Regions from separate parts of the Gossypium hirsutum genome. Here regions 1 and 3 are each linked to region 2. Evidence: chromatin contacts called from public Hi-C data. All regions are on one chromosome and are shown on one strand. The core of a region is the stretch at or near the end of the contact, and the rest is flanking DNA. Distances in the headings are between cores, read along the strand shown. Region 1 holds the start of LOC107941232 (glutathione hydrolase 1). Region 2 holds the start of LOC121215392. Region 3 holds the start of LOC107950408 (GPI ethanolamine phosphate transferase 2).

Region 1 (3,103 bases), core at 166-2,665, 340 kb after region 2:
TTTGGATTAATATTCGTCTTCTTTTTTGTTTTTTGTTGAGAAATTTTTATTTGGGTATTATGATTTGTGAGATGAGAATGAGTAGTAATACAAGATTTATAGTTTGTGAAATTACTGTTTATAAAGTTTGGGGCTTATGGTGGATATAACTTTTTTTTATGTTTAAATTGATGTTGAATTATGAGATTATATCTCGATTGTTAAATTTGTTGAAAATTGTTTGTTGGGAAATTATTGATGTTTGAAGTTTTTATTGAAGTTGCGTAAAAGTAATTGAGTTTATTGTTGAAATAGGTTTAGTACTGTTGTTAATTTATATTTCGTTTTTTGAGAAGAGCGAAACAACAAAACAATGGAACGTTATTGTTTAATTCATCAACACAATATGTTACTAACAAAGAATAGGCAATTGGGAATTAACAACAATCAGCCACAACAATTGGCTAATAATAAGGAATTCTAAACTATGCAAATGGAAGCTATGCGGTTAAAAAAGAAGACGATGAGATACCTGTCAACCATCTCAAAAAAGAACTATTATATTTGTCACTTGGATTATGCTTTTGTTATACATTTTCTGTTAGCAATTTGGTTTAATATTACCAAAGATTTTGATTAATGGCATATTATGCATTGATGTGAACATTGGAATGTGCTATGGAATTTTTCAATTTATTGCATTGGTGTAAACTCTCATTCCCTACATTATCTGCTTCCCCCTCTTAGTAAGTCTTGCTAGTATCTATTGGTTTGGTTGAAGTAGGTGGGGAATGGTCTATTGAAATACCTTATTCAGTTGAAGGAGTTGATCACTGTAACGAAGTAGTTTTTGTTTTGTATAGAGAGACAATAAAAAAACCCTACACATACATACATATCAGGTGTTATTTATGCAAGTCAAACAATGAAAACAATCATCATTTACCTCAACATATGTTGTTGCATTCAATGGTTTTGCTGGAGACTTGTTTCTAGAGGATAATATCCCACAATCCTACAAAGTTTTGAATCAATTCTATAGGAACATGTGAAGAGGGTCTAACTTGTTTTTGGAGGCTTACCTAAACTATAATTCTTGCTAGCATCAATGCTATTGTTGAAGTTGTAGGATCTAGTTCTACCAAAGTTGATACACTTGTTGGTGGAGTTACAGGTACTGAAGGAACTGGAGTTGATGATGCTATATGAGAAGTAAGAATTGTTGTTTCTAAGGGAAACAAATAAAATATAGTTAAATGAAAATAGAACAAAGAAAACATTTGTTTTGGTTGAGAAGCACTTACAGTAGATTTTGAACATTTCCAAAAATTGTGTTGTACTTCAAAGCATTAATGATACCTTATCTTCCTTCCCCTCCTAGATGGTTTGGCACCACCACTTTATTCACCCTCCTTTAATCTATACATATATATTGAATTAAAGTCCAAAGTATCTTCCTCATGCTACATATGGCGCACACCCTCGTTCATTTTTTTCATTTTCTTTTTACATTTTATAAAAGTGGTTAATTTTCAATATTGGTCCTTTTAATATGCTTAAATTTTGGATTTATCCTTATACTTTAATTTCTAACATAATTTGGTCTCTATGTTGTTAAAATTTTATTAATTAGTTTAATATTTTTATAATGTAATTAATTACTTCAAATAGATAATATCGTTAACTTTTCAATTAAAATGTTATGTGATTATATATACTTTGAAAGTAGATTTATAAATCCAAAAAGCAAAGAGACCAAATTCTTAAAAATAAAAGTAAGAGAACTAAATTCCAAATATATGAAGTGTAGAAATCTAGAGTCACGGTTGTTTGAACCAATCAAGGTATCGGTCTAAAGAGAAGCATCAAAGTAGTTAACATGCAAACCAGTACAGACCGGTTGAGCTAAGTTAAAAAAACGATTAAAGTGGTTTTTATTTTTAAATACTTTTTAATGATTTATTCAATTGACCCAGTGGCCTAATTAGTTCGACCACTGGTTCAGTTTTGAAAATCCTACTTAGAGTATATTTTAATTTTTAAAATTTTACTCTATAATATAAAAACAAATAATCAACCCAACATAAAATGTGAATAGCTTTAATTGTTGCCATGGATTTTACTTTTAATTGGGGCTGAAGTGAAGGCATGTTTGTTTTCGTCCAAAATCTCTCACTAGGTACAATAATGAAGATATAACCATACAAGATTTTTTTTCTTTTTTTTTATGAATTACAAAAAAAAAAGGAAAACTCTAACAACAAGCCATTAACACGATTCAAATCTATACTACACCTGAGACAATAAACATCCTAACTATCAGGTAAATAGAGTAGATTCAATACTTTTATTACACTAACAACGCTTCACTTATAAAAGATGTGACATGATGCAACCAAATTTTGTTCCAGCATTTAATGCCTAAACCCCGCGAATACATCAAGTCAAACATCGTCAAAAGTCTAGTTATTTACTTTTACTTGCATTTTCCACATAAAAACGCCGCTAAACATAAATGTTCATTTAAGCTGCCCTTTTGTTTCAGTGACGTTTTCAAGTGCAATCGTCGCTAAAACCTTCACTATACCCAACACCATCGTCCTTCCTCCCAAAACACAAACCCCAAATTTAATTTCAAATCCTAACGCAGCGACGGCTCTATATCTCCATCCGGTTGTCTCTCCCCCTCCGGTTCTCTTTACCTCAATATCTGTTGTGTTTTAACAATTTCATAAGTTGATTTCTTCCACAAGCCAAAATTTTAGCATTTTAAAGTAGTAATGGGTAACGATCGTAGGATTTTAGCATTTTAGCATTTCCTCCCATAAGTTGATTTCTTCCACAAGCCAAAATTTCATAAGAATGGTCGGATTTTGTAAACTGTAATGATCGTAGTTTCGTATACTGTAACTTGGAGAAATGGAGCTTATTATGGTTTTAGCATAAGATAAATCTCTAACGTGGTTCAGACTCGACTGATTAAGCTTTACTGTCTACTTTTCATTGCTTTGCAAAAGATTTTTGAATCATCTGAGCTTGTTTAGTGTTTTGTATGTTCAATCATGCTTAATTTACGGTCATTTTATAATTAGAACTGTGGCTTCTATTCCGGGTCTGAAATCTG
Region 2 (3,191 bases), core at 578-3,077:
AAGTCCTCTCGCAGCCCATATACTTTTCCAGGTAAAAGAAGGTAGATTCCCCAACTGAGCTTTATAGAAATTTGAATTGGAAAAATACTTTGCTTTCAAAACATGAGCCAATAAATAATTCAGATAATTAATAAGACGTCATCCCTGCTTCGCTAATAATGCAACGTTAAATTTAGCAAAATCACGAAAACCGAGACCACCATCTTCTTTTAATAGAAATAAATCCTTCCAAGCGCACCAGTGGATAGCTTTTTTATTAAGTCTCTTGCCACCAGAAGTTGGCTATTATTCTATCCAAATCTGTACAGAGCGTCTTAGGGAGTAGGAAACAAGCCATCGAGTATGTTGGGATAGCTTGTAGAACTGCCTTGATAAACACTTCCTTTCCTCCTTGTGAGAGATATCTAATAAAGTGTTGATTTTTTCTTGAGTCTATCTTTCAAGTTTTGAAAAGATAATCTCTTTCTTTTCCCCACCATACTAGGAAGTCCTAGATATTGCTCAAAATCATTAGCTCTTCTAACTCCAAGGATCTGTGAAACAACACTCCTTTCACTCTCTTTTGTATTAGTACTGAAGAAAAAAGTCGATTTTTCAAAATTCACACGGGGCCCAGAACTTGTCTCGTATTCTTGCAGTATCTGTTTTAATGAATGTGCTCCCCTATCTGTAGCTTCAGCAAATAAAATACAATCATTTGCAAATAATAAATGGGAGATAGTCGGCCATCTTCGACTTACTTTAACACCTTTCAAAACATTTTCCTCTTGTGCTAACCTCATTAGACTTGAGAGTCCTCTACAAATAAGGAATAAAAATGAACTTAGAGGATCCCCTTGCCTAAGACCTCTCGATGGGAGAAACGTTTGACCGATATTTCCATTGAAACTCAGAGTAAGAGACTGAAGAGACACAAGTCAGTACTAAATCAATCCATCATGGGTCAAACCCCATTTTTTCCATTACTCCTCTAACAAACTCCCATTCAACCCTATCATATGCCTTACTCATGTCCAGTTTAAGAGCCATGAATCCTTTTTTCCCCAATCTCTTCAGTTTCAAAGTGTGCAGAATTTCATAAGCAAGTAACACATTATCAGAAATCAGCCTTCCTGGAACAAAAGCACTCTGAGCTAAATCAATACATTTATGAATTAACCCTCGTAGCCTATTCGCAATGACTTTAGCAATCAGTTTGTAAATCACATTACATAAACTAATAGGTCTAAAATGGGTAACGCTCGAGGGATTTTGGATTTTTGGGATGAGCACAATATTTGTTTTATTAATTGATTGGAACTCTATACCTTCGTTTAATCTTTGGAGACAAAAAATTGGAGATGTCATCCCCAACAATTGACCAACACTTTTGATAGAATAAGGCTAGGAAACCATCCTCTCCCGGTGTTTTTGCAGGCCCCATTCCTGAAAGAGCTTCCCGAATTTCATCTTTTGTGAACCTTGCATTAAGTTTAATGTTATCTTCCTCAGAAATACACCTTCTAATACCTGTCAAGATATTCTCAAAGTTATGTTGCCCTCCTGTTGAAAACAATCGTAAAAAGTACGATCTGGCAATTTCCTCCATATTCTTCCATTCTTCAGTTGCCCTGCCATCTTCACCCTGCAACTTGTGGATTCTGTTTTGCCTCCTTCGTTGCGATGCTTGTTTATGAAAGAAACTTGTATTTCTGTCTCCCATTTTTAACCAATTAATTCTAGCCCTCTGCTCCCAATAGCTTTCATCCTTTTCAATTTCTAAGTTCAGATGGATTTTTGTGTCAATAATCTCTGCCAAGTTCTCACTTCTATCTGCATCAAGCAACATTTCTAATTTTGACAATAAGACCTCGTTTGTCATCCTTTTATTCTGTTGGAACTGGACACTCGACCTTTGTAACCCTCGTTTTAAATTTTCCAGCTTCTGCATAAGGTCTCCTGTTGAGTTTTCTCAAATACTTTTAGTCTCATCCAAGAAAGTATCTTCCAAAATCCACCATGCTTCAAACCTGAACCTCTGATATGCTATCCTTCTAACTCTCTGATCCGTATCAATGAGAAGTGGACAATGGTCTGAGAAAGAATGAGGGAGGTGTTGAATAAGAAAATTTGGAAATAAATCACTCTATCATTCTATTGCCACTCTTCTGTCTAATCTTTCTTGGATATTAGATTCTGGCAAATTTCCCTTCTCCCACGTAAACCTCCTACCTGAATAACCCAAATCCACTAAACAACAGTCTTCCAAGGCCTTCTGAAATGCTTCCATTCTTTTTTCTTCTCTAGGTAGACCACCTTTCTTCTCGAAATTATATAAGATTTCATTAAAATCCCCACAAACCAGCCATGGGTCATCTCCTTGGTTTCTTAATTGTCGCAACAAGTTCCATGATTCCTCCCTATCATATGAATAAGGGAACCATAAAAACCTGTAAATATCCACTTTTCTCCATCTCATTCTTCCTCAATGATCACAGCAATATGTCTATTTGAAAAACTCTGTAGTGCAATACTAGCGTTCTTTCTCCATGCTGAACAAAGTCCTCCTCTAGATCCAATTGAATCCACATCAATTCCAAAGTGAAATCCACAACTTCTTCGAATTTTTTTCATTCTTTTTTGTTTATTTTTGTCTCCATTAAGAAGATCACTAGGGGATAGTGTTTCTTCAGCGAGTGTCGAAGTCGATGAACTGTTCCAGGATTCCCCAAACCTCAGACATTTCAACTTAGTATTTTCATTGCGATCGGTCGGCTTGCCTCTTGACAGCCGCCGATAATAAATGATTGAATCCTTGTACTTTCCTATCTCTCCCTTCCATCTCCCTACTATTCTCAATATCCTTTCTCCCTCTCTTTTTTCCCTCTTCTCCAATAATCATCTCATTCTCCAACTCCTGTTCTATAGCCATTTGACTATAATCATTTAAAGGTCTAACCCTTTCTATTTGTGAGGAGAACCCATTACCTTCTAGATTAAAACCTAAGATAGGATCAACACTTCCCGTAAAAGTTCCTACGTTTCCCCTTTCATTATTTCCTCCACTCATTCCTCCCCCAGAACCTCCTTCCTCCCGTAACCATACACTCCTCATTGCTTGGGCTCTTCTTGATTGTGCACGCAGAGATAAATCCCATCCCATCACATCAACTTCAACCCTTGCCTCCATTTTTTCCTCACAAAAGGAGTCA
Region 3 (3,262 bases), core at 344-2,843, 260 kb before region 2:
ATCCCAGTCATCTTTACTAAGTTCATCTCCCAAATGTCGCGAAACATTTTGATCTACTTGCACAGTATCCTTCACCTGTATCAATAACAAATTATGTAAAGTCAGGAATCTGCTCACATAATTTTTACAGATAAAGATAAAACACTGCATGCCAAGAATGAGAAATACATAGAAGCTGCTAACACCATCATGCCTTTTGAATAACCCAGGAAACAACTTAAGCCATGTTTCATCACCGAGCATCACCATTTTCCGGCCAATCTTGAAAAACTGACCTGCCATATGAGTGAATAATGAAGCCCCTCAATAGATCCATTAAAAGTAAAACGTACTCTTGCATTACAGAACATCAAGGTAACTTTAAATCTAACCAAGAAGATTGTCATCTGTCATAGCCTGTGTGTTAAAATTGAATGCTACATCCAAGAATCCACCAATTGCACCAGAGACCATAGCCTACAATCACAAGCTAACACCGTGAGGCCAAAACCATATTCCAGAAAAACATATAACTTCATATATTTTTAAAAGGAGTTAGATTAGTTGTTTCCATATCAGTTGCAAACCAAACAATTCAGGATGCTGGCATGACTTGTTCAAGCAAATGAAATTTTGTGGCCCCATGCATGCTGCGCAACAGCTAATGTGATAGGATGGATATATGTAACAATTTCTCCTTTAGGAACAATCAGAAAAGTCCACACCTTTAATCGAGGCATTGTTACAGTAGGAGGGGCAGCCTTAGCATGGTAACCAATAGCCGATCCACTGGCTAGCAATGACTGAGTATAAGGCATTGCCTCCTTAAATTGCTTATTAGGCGGTTTCCCATCTTTTCCAAACACGAATTCTGCTGGAAGACCGTCTACAATCTACACTAAACTAAACTCCTTGTAAATTATACAACAAAAACTCAAATTAACCCTTTAAACAGAAACAAACTAAGCAACTAACTAACTAAAACTAACTTACCATTAAAATAAGTCTATCAAACGAAGGAGGAATCCCCGACAATTCCTAAGTCACAGAAAAAAGAACGGTCTTCAGAATTTCAAAGCAATTGGAAAGGCACGGTTCGTTTATTTATTTATTTTCATTTATTTTAGATTAAAAACTCTATTAGAACGAACTTGATATAATGATTTGAGTTGATCGGACGGCAAGGTCGTGTCGCTTTGATTGCTAACGAAGTCGCATGCCGGCACGTAAAAACTCTCCGAACCACTGAAGATAAAGCAAAACATTTAAAACAAAAAAAGAAAAAATTGAATTGAATTGTTTAGAATTGTGATCTGATTTCAAATTGAAAATGAGATATTCTTTCGTTTTCGAATGAAACAAAGTGTTTACCTGGTGCCGGGAAGAGCCGGTTTTACCGGGAAAAAGCCGAAGACGAAAAAGGAAAGGCCGATGACTTGAGTTACGACTCCGGCTATGGTGATTAAAGACAGTTTGGTGCAAGTCAGAGGCGCCATCTTTTAGGATTTTGAATTAGGAAACGTTCAAAAACCCTAATTTCCTTAAATCAATAGAGTGGAATTCAGAAACGGAAAGGGGGATGAACAGATTTGCATTAGCTGAGCCTGAGAGCCAATGCAAGATTTGAACATACTTTTCGATTTTAAAAGGGTTAATTCCAATTGATATCCTCAAATTATGGTCCCGATTGTAAATTGGTATACAAACTCTGAAACGTTTTAATTGAATCATTAAGGTATTAATAATGAATCAATTTAAGTATTTCATCATCGATCTAGCGATTAGCTTGAGTATTATAGAGGTAAAACTACCATAACAATCCTTATATTATATCTTGAATTACATTTTGATCCCTATATTGAAAAATAGGTAAAGTAATCCATGTGCATTAGAGGAAGGGTAAACTACAACACATATCATCCTAAAATAGCGCCATTCTTATTTTGGTCACCTTAATTTTTGTTGTCAATTTAATTACTCTAATTAAGATAATTGCTCGAATTAATCATCCTGTAAAAATTCCTTTAATTCCCTAAACGGACTATTGATGTGATATTTTTTTTACTTTTGACTAAATTTAGGGATCTCTTAATAATTAATCCAAAACTCTCTTTTTTTTTCTCCAATGCTTAACTTTTCCTAGTTGAGAACATTTAGCTTTTGGGGAAGATTTTGATCATCTTTTGGAGTTCCATATGAATCTAAATCAGCCACTATCATACTACCATAATCAATTTGAAAAAGGAAACAGTGAAAGAAAACTATAAACTTCTACAAAAATGACCGTCATCGAAAAAAAAAATAGTAACAAAAGGAATAAACACGAAGAAGAAGAGCTTGAAAAGGTGACAGAAAGCTATAAGCTTAAACGAAAGCCACCATCACAGTCATTGGAACGCGAAAAGCAGATTGCTAAACCCGAAAAAGAAGAGCTTGAAAAGGTATCAGAAAAGTATAAACTTAAACGAAAGCAACCATCGCCTTCATCGGAACCCGAACAAGAGCTTGAAAGGTGACAGAAAGCAATCACCTTCTACAAGAGAATCCACTAGGAGTCTATAATACTGGGATTAATGAAGTTGGGAAACAAGTGTTGGATTTTAGTTATTTTTCTAAAAGCTCATATGATACCAAACAAAAAAAACTGTCCAGAAATTATCAAACAAGCAATGAAAACTAATTAAAAATAGTATTTTGGACTAGTTATAAGGGTACTTAACATCAATCAAAAGTAAAAAAAAAAATCATGTTAGCAATTCGTTAATAGATTAATGAAAATTTTAATGGCAATAACCAATTTGAGCAATTATCATAATTAGAGTGATTAAATTGACAAAAAAATTTAGAGGGACCAAAATAGAAATAACATTATTTTAGAATAACCTGCGGTATAATTATTAAATGAATGATAAAAATAGTCTTTATTAAACTCCCTAAATGCTTATATATAAGAAAAATAACAAATTATCCTTGAACTTTTACGCTTTTATTCCATTTAACTTTTTTTTTATCAGAAGTAAATTGAGAATTAACCTTCCACCACTAATGTAACACCATTTTTTTATATACCACCTAAGTAAATAATCACTAATATATAAAAAATTTACTCTCTCTCTTTTCTTATATCAATAGATGGAAACGATATTAAAAGAAGATTAATAAACAAGAAAAGATGTCTTATGCTCAATCATTGCTAGCAGTGAATTGGCTATTGGTTACCATGCTAAGGTGTGGACTTTTCTTGTTATTCTTAAAGGAGAAATTGTTATATTCATCCACCTTT

What was found. A called contact is a pair of places that touch in the nucleus more often than the background predicts.
Region 1: a contact with region 2 is called in a Hi-C map of leaf, with 2.5 times the contacts expected there. The contact joins the promoter of LOC107941232 here to the promoter of LOC121215392 in region 2. A contact is called at or near these places in 2 of 34 Hi-C or Micro-C datasets (both in leaf).
Region 3: a Hi-C map of leaf shows a contact between it and region 2, with 1.9 times the contacts expected there. The contact joins the promoter of LOC107950408 here to the promoter of LOC121215392 in region 2. A contact is called at or near these places in 3 of 34 Hi-C or Micro-C datasets (all in leaf).

What each region holds. Positions count from the first base shown.
Region 1 is chrD03:6,403,336-6,406,438 of Gossypium_hirsutum_v2.1, forward strand. It overlaps LOC107941232 (glutathione hydrolase 1), which reads right to left and starts at 1,416. Exons shown (of 7, transcript XM_041089682.1): 1 at 1,284-1,416. The coding sequence starts at 1,299.
Region 2 is chrD03:6,062,384-6,065,574 of Gossypium_hirsutum_v2.1, forward strand. It overlaps LOC121215392, which reads right to left and starts at 1,828. Exons shown (of 4, transcript XM_041089848.1): 1 at 1,308-1,828; 2 at 950-1,168; 3 at 741-798; 4 at 1-54. The coding sequence starts at 1,828.
Region 3 is chrD03:5,800,467-5,803,728 of Gossypium_hirsutum_v2.1, forward strand. It overlaps LOC107950408 (GPI ethanolamine phosphate transferase 2), which reads right to left and starts at 1,594. Exons shown (of 17, transcript XM_016885250.2): 1 at 1,351-1,594; 2 at 1,131-1,224; 3 at 973-1,017; 4 at 705-872; 5 at 372-456; 6 at 169-275; 7 at 1-75. The coding sequence starts at 1,475.